Regions from separate parts of the Mus musculus genome. Here region 1 is linked to region 2. The links are chromatin contacts, called in public HiChIP or PLAC-seq maps. All regions are on one chromosome and are shown on one strand. The core of a region is the stretch at or near the end of the contact, and the rest is flanking DNA. Distances in the headings are between cores, read along the strand shown. Region 1 holds the start of Usp8 (ubiquitin specific peptidase 8). Region 2 holds the start of Ncaph (non-SMC condensin I complex, subunit H).

Evidence for each region. HiChIP or PLAC-seq counts read pairs in DNA pulled down with a chosen protein or histone mark.
Region 1: a contact with region 2 is called in an H3K4me3 HiChIP or PLAC-seq map of craniofacial prominence, with 5 times the contacts expected there. The contact joins the promoter of Usp8 here to the promoter of Ncaph in region 2. A contact is called at or near these places in 6 of 39 promoter capture datasets (cranial neural crest, embryonic stem cells, liver and 2 more) and 7 of 115 datasets of contacts at active chromatin or transcription factors (the SCID.adh cell line, craniofacial prominence, effector CD8 T cells and 3 more).

The regions. Positions count from the first base shown.
Region 1 is chr2:126,705,700-126,708,790 of GRCm38.p6, reverse strand. Usp8 (ubiquitin specific peptidase 8) reads right to left here and starts at 1,463. Exons shown (of 19, transcript NM_019729.3): 1 at 1,304-1,463.
Region 2 is chr2:127,132,425-127,135,623 of GRCm38.p6, reverse strand. Ncaph (non-SMC condensin I complex, subunit H) reads left to right here and starts at 1,670. Exons shown (of 18, transcript NM_144818.3): 1 at 1,670-1,775. The coding sequence starts at 1,757. Gm35347 (a long non-coding RNA gene) reads right to left here and starts at 1,671. Exons shown (of 3, transcript XR_374955.4): 1 at 1,328-1,671.

The DNA.
Region 1 (3,091 bases), core at 214-2,713, 430 kb after region 2:
TTCATATTCTTAAATAAGCATACATACAGCCAACAGCACCTTAATTAGGCCAGTGCTCTATAGATGAGAAACTACCTAAATCCAACATGATTGACTTTCACCAGGGAGTCTTAAACAGAAAGAGTGAAATACTAAAAAAAAAGCAGATATCTTTAAAACAGAAACAAAAACCAAAAACTACCACCACCAACAATACACCGAGCCTGGCAGTGGTGGGCAGCACTCGGGAGGCAAAGGCAGGCAGAACTTTGAGATCAAGGGCAATCGTGGTTTAGAGTGAGTTCCATAATAGCTATGGCTGCACAGACAAACTGTCTCGAGAAAAAAAAGAAAGAAAGTAAGAAAAAAAGAAAGAGAATAAAGCCACCAAAACCAAAAAATAACACATGGAATTTTTAATGAAGTAGGATAATATACACAACTAAGAATACTCTAAGATTTAAAAAGAATACCCTTGCCAGGAGTGGTGCTTGATGCAGTTTTATCCATCTCTGGAGCCAAGGGAGGAAGGTTTCAGTGAGTTTGAGACAAGTCCTGTTTACATAGTAAGACCTTGTGGGTGGTGGCGGGGAACAACCAAGAATTACACCCTTTAGCTAGGCATCGTTTTGATCCGAAACCCTAGAGCTTTTTAATAAATATGAAACTCCTTAGATTCTGCAACACCTCTGTGAGTCACGTAAATATTTCTTGAATGACTGACTCAAGGTCATAGGCAGAAAGCAAGAACAAAACATAGGAACAGGGTCTGCAGCTTTGTGGGTAAAGGAATATCATTGTGATTTGGGGTTGACAACTCTCTCGGTACATCAGATGTGAAGGGAACTTGTCAGTGCCACAAGTCTACAAACGAAGAAACATTTTTAAGAAAAGAAAATGCCCTCTTTGAAGAAGTTTTAAGTGTGGTGAGTTTACTTAACTCAATTTTTGTACTTCACTGAAAACATGCGTGACCCGGGTAAAGGGGAATAGGGAAAACATGACAAATGGTCGTATTAAGGCCTGGGGTTGTAGGTAGCACAAAATGAGAAAAAAGGAAGCAAAAGGAAGGAGTCCAAAGTTGGGTCTAGTGTCCAACAGAAAGGAGAACTGGTCAAGGCCACCCTCTGAGACCGGCAAACTACATCAAACTCGCTGGGCACCGTAGGAGGGGGACGGGAGCGACCAAGAGTCGGGCCCTCCCTGGACCAGCCAGTTGTCTGGGGTTGTCCCACCCCTCCGCGGACAGGGCTCGTCTCCCGGATGACCAGCAGCTGGAGGACGCCTTCCCCAGGAACCGGGGCCGGAGCCAGGCCGCACTCACCGCAGCGCCCGCGCTCCGCTAACACCGGCCTCCTCGCCTGACGCCCATCGCCCACCACCAGAAGGAGAACGAGCCTTCGCTCTCAGACGCACGGCAGCGCAGCTCATCCCCTCTTCCCGATTCGCATTGCGTGGCGACGGGTCGCGTCTCGAAACGTCACGGCGAGGGCGGAGCTTCCAGTGAACCCTGTAACTCCGCCTTTCTGTCCCGTAGGGAGGGACATCAGGGCGGCCCTCTCCGGAAGGGTGAGCGCCGAACCGGCCTGAGCATGCGTCGGAAGGACAGTTTGAGCTGGTGCGGGACGGAAGCGCGCGTGCTGCGCTTCCGGTGTCCTCGCGCGTCTCTTTTCCGGGTGGAAGTCAGTTCAGATTGTGTCACATTGTGACTTGGAGCTGTCCACGGAGGAATCGAGGATATTTTGGCGCCTCTCAATAGTGCATTTTTCCCGTCAGATCGGACATTAGGGGGAAAATACGGGGAGAGGATTGATACCTTCTAAAACTTGGGAATAAACATTCTCCAAAGCCAAGCCTCTGGTTAAAGAACAGACGTGTTTGGAAAACACATTGCACAAACACCGTCAACATTTCCAAAAGGACCAGTCTTACAAAGCTGGGGTTTGAACTCTTTGGAGAGTTGTCTTGTGGAGAAAAGATGGGCTACTCGTGGACATAAAAATTGCTTAAGAGTGGAGTTGTTTTCCCTGGTCACTAAATCCGTTGGGACAGTCCAACTTTTTAATGCATGTCAAATCTAAAAGCACAGCTCTACTAAGTATATAAAATGAAAATACTTAGCAGATAGGCTGCCATTAAACGTTAAAGAGTAGTAAGCATCCAGTCTACCAACCTTTAAAATAAACCTTAGTTTCGTTTCCATTACAATTAGCTACATGCAAAGGTATTCTTGTGCTGGGCGGTGGTGGCACACGCCTTTAGTCCCAGCACTTGGGAGGCAGAGACAGACGGATTTCTGAGTTCGAGGCCAGCCTGGTCTACAGAGTGAGTTCCAGGACAGCCAGGGCTACACAGAGAAACCCTGTCTCGAAAAACCAAACCAACCAAACAAACAAAATCTTGCATTTCTCCTTTAAAAAATCAACACTAAATTATATACTATTTGTTCTCCCTAGACAAGTAAAGACTGGTGTGATTTGATACCGTGCAATGCTGGGAACTACTGGATAAAAGCCTCAAATGTTTTTTTTTTCCCCCTCATAATTAAGGAAGAAATTGTTTTTTTGAGGATGGATTATTTTAGGAAAATGTTTTTTCTCTGCTCAGCTTTGTGGAATTGAGTAAGGAAAGAAAAACTTAGAGCTGAATGTGAGAATAAGTATAAAACACATGGAGAACATTTTGGGGTGCTCTGACAATTGGAAGGAGGTAGGACTGAAAGGAAGAGAGACATCATTGGAGTGTATCAGTGAAAATTTTCTCTGAGCCCAACAAGATGCGTGAAGTCCTTACCAGGTAAACTTGGCAATCTGAGTTTGATTCCTGGAAAACACACACACACACACACACTCACGCACACACATGAGTTGTATACACACATGTGAGTTGTCCACACACACACACACACACACTCATGCACACTCACTCACACACGTGAGTTGTCCACACACACACATACTCACACACACGTGAGTTGTATACACACACACACACACACACACACACGAGTTGTCTTTTGATCTCCATGTGCTTCCCCTCCCAGAGAACAATATTTTTTTTTAATCTCTGAAGATGAGGTCCCAGAAACGCTTTTAACAAATACTGCTTTTTA
Region 2 (3,199 bases), core at 421-2,920:
AACACTCTGCCTCATTCTAAAGTGGTGCAAAAACTAGCTTTAAAGAGTAACTTTTGGACACCATTGCATATACTAGTAAGATTTTGCTGAAAGGACCCTGATATAGCTGTCTCTTGTGAGACTATGCCGGGGCCTAGCAAACACAGAAGTGGATTCTCATAGTCAGCTATTGGATGGATCACAGCGCCCCCAATGGAGGAGCTAGAGAAAGTAACCAAGGAGCTAAAGGGAACTGCAACCCTGTAGGTGCAACAACATTATGAACTAACCAGTACCCCAGAGCTCATGTCTCTAGCTGCATATGTATCAAAAGATGGCCTAGTCGGCCATCACTGGAAAGAGAGGCCCATTGGACTTGCAAACTTTATATGCCCCAGTACAGGGGAACGCCAAGGCCAAAAAGTGGGAGTGGGTGGGTAGGGGAGTGGAGGGGTGGGTATGGGGGACTTTTGGGATAGCATTGGAAATGTAAATGAGGAAAATACCTAATAAAAATTTTTTTAAAAATCCTGAATAATAAAGTAACTGCTGGAATATCACTAAAAAAAAAAAAAAAAAAAAAAAAAAAAAAGAGTAGCTTTTGGGGTTAGAGAGGTAGTTTAGAGTACTCGTTGCTCTTGCAGAGGACCTGAGTTTCATTCTCAGCACCCACATGGTGGCTCACAAACATCTGTCATTCCAGTCCCGGAGGATCTGACACCCTTTTCTGATCTTCTCAGGTACCAGCCATGCATGTGGTAAATATACATACATACACACAGGGAAAACACTCATACACATGAAATGAAATATTTTTTTAAAAAGTAGCTTTCAACAAAAGGCAGAGTTTTGGTCACCATAATGAGGGGTACTGCTGATAGGCAGGCAAATAATGTCAAGGATGCTAAACAGCTACACCCCAGCCTCTTTTTAAAAAAATGATGGTAGGTAAATGATTTCCAAAAAGCTCTTTACAAGAATCTGGACAAAAATTTAGTTTTAAATGTGTGTGCATGCATGTGTATAGATATATGAACACAATGCTCTGGTGCAGATACACATGCCTGCACAATGTTCTGGTATGTCCATGTATAAGTAAGAGCATACACAATGCTCTGGTATGTGTGTGTATAGACATGTACACACACACACATACAGAAAACTCTTTGGAAATGTACACACATATATAAAAACTACTGGGGGTATAAACATAAGTAAACACAATGTTCTAGGGTGTGTGTACACACGCATACACAATGCTCCTGGAAGAGTATACACATGTAAACGCAATGCTCTGGGGCCTGTGTACACATGAGCACACACAATGTCCTTGTGGGTGTATACATACACAATACTCTGGGTGGAGTCTACACGTGCATACACAATGCTCTGCATTCCTTCTTGCCTGCCTGGAACTTCCAATAAGGGCAGCGTTTTCTACCGGCAAAGAACCTCGATTCCTCAGAAACCTGCCTCCCCGTTACAATCCAGATTCTAGGAAAGCACAGCCTTCGCCTGCCCAGATCCACACATCCTACTCCGCGCCCAGCGCTCGGCGCCAGAATGTTTCCAAACGTCTTCAGCTGGGTCACCGCTGCACCTAGTTCACTCGCGCGTAGACTCAAAACTGTCCAAGTTTCCGGGGCCACTCTGATCAGCCAGCCGCCTAGGCGGCCTGCGCAGGCGCACCAAAGACCACGCCCCAGTGACGTCACGCGGCGGTTACCGCGCTTGGCGCTCGCGATTTAAAACTTACTCCGGAGACGTGGAGAGCAAGATGAGAATTCCGCGCTCAGGTGAGCTCGAGTGGGTCCAGGCGCGGCTGGCAGGATCAGGACCGAAGGGTGCTCGCGTGGGCAGGTCCAGAAGGGACGAATGTGTTCGGCGGGGTTCGGCCGGGGGCTCCGGCGGGGGAGGGGAAGAGAGTGCAAGGGAAAGCGGGGCGCTGGGCCAATCAGGACGCAGCTGCCAGTGGCGGCTGGGCTCTAATACTCCCCGCGCCCTGGTTCTAACGGAGGATAAAGTGGGTTTTTTTTGTTTTTTGTTTTTTCTGGACTGGACGTTGTGTGGGGAGCTGTGGAAGCAAAGTGTCGACCGCTCTGTGTTGAGCATTCGTGCCTGTGTTTTGGAACTGATTCTAAAGTCTTGAGGGCTTCCTTTGGGACAGACCTTCGGTCAGACGCCGAGATTCGCAACCGAAGAAGCCTGGGCACTTGAGATGGAGACTGGAGGATTAGAAGTTCAAGGTTGTCCTCAGCTATAGCGACTTCGAGGCTAGCCTGGATTACAGGAGACCCACTCTGAAAGGGGGCGGGGGGTGGGGAACGAAACAGATAAATACCTTTTCCTCTTGGAGCTTGTGTCAAGTTGAGGTAGTATGGCAAATATTTGACAGATAAAACCTAGTGCTATAACTCCTGTCCGTTATGGACTCGAGATTTTTAAGCAAACATTGAGAAGAACTTTATGGGCTGAGCATCCTGTACAAGAGAAGAGCTAGGAAGGAACCTGGACTAGTCTAGGAATTAACTACACCGTAGGTTCTCAACCTTTGGGTGGCAGCCCCCATGGGGAGGTGTCAAATGACCTTTACACGGGGTTCGCCTAAGATCGTCAGAAAACACAGATATTTACATTATGATTCATAACCACTAAATTTACAGTTATAAAGTAGCAATGGAAAATAATTTTATGGTTGGGGGTCACCACAACATGAGGAACTGTGTCAGAGGGTCACAGCATTGGGAAGGTTGAGAAACTCTGAGCTAGACCGTCATAACTAAGCTTAGTGAGACTGACCACCTGGTAGACCTAAGTCATAGTTTTGGAATAATAGTTTCAGTTTGGATTTGTTGCCTGTGACTTCTGGAGAGGCGCTCAGGTGAAGGGGTTCGTATCTACTGGGCGAGTTTGACCGAGGTCCATAGGCTGGGAGGTAGATTTGTTTTTCTTCATCATGGAGATGATAAAGCCATGGGTACCGGTGAGATCACTAGACAGACCTTGCAGAGAATACATTCAGGACCTGCACCAGTTGTCCGGGTGTGGGGAGGAAATAACTCAGGTTATGGGTACCACAGGGCCTAGAGCAGCTCAAGAAGAAAAAGATGAGTCCCGAAGTGGGCACTTCAGGCTGAGAACCGAAGCAGAGCAGAGGAGCTGAGGAACGTGCTCTTGACTTCAGTAACAATCTGTTGAACTAGACTCTTGTCTACTGCCC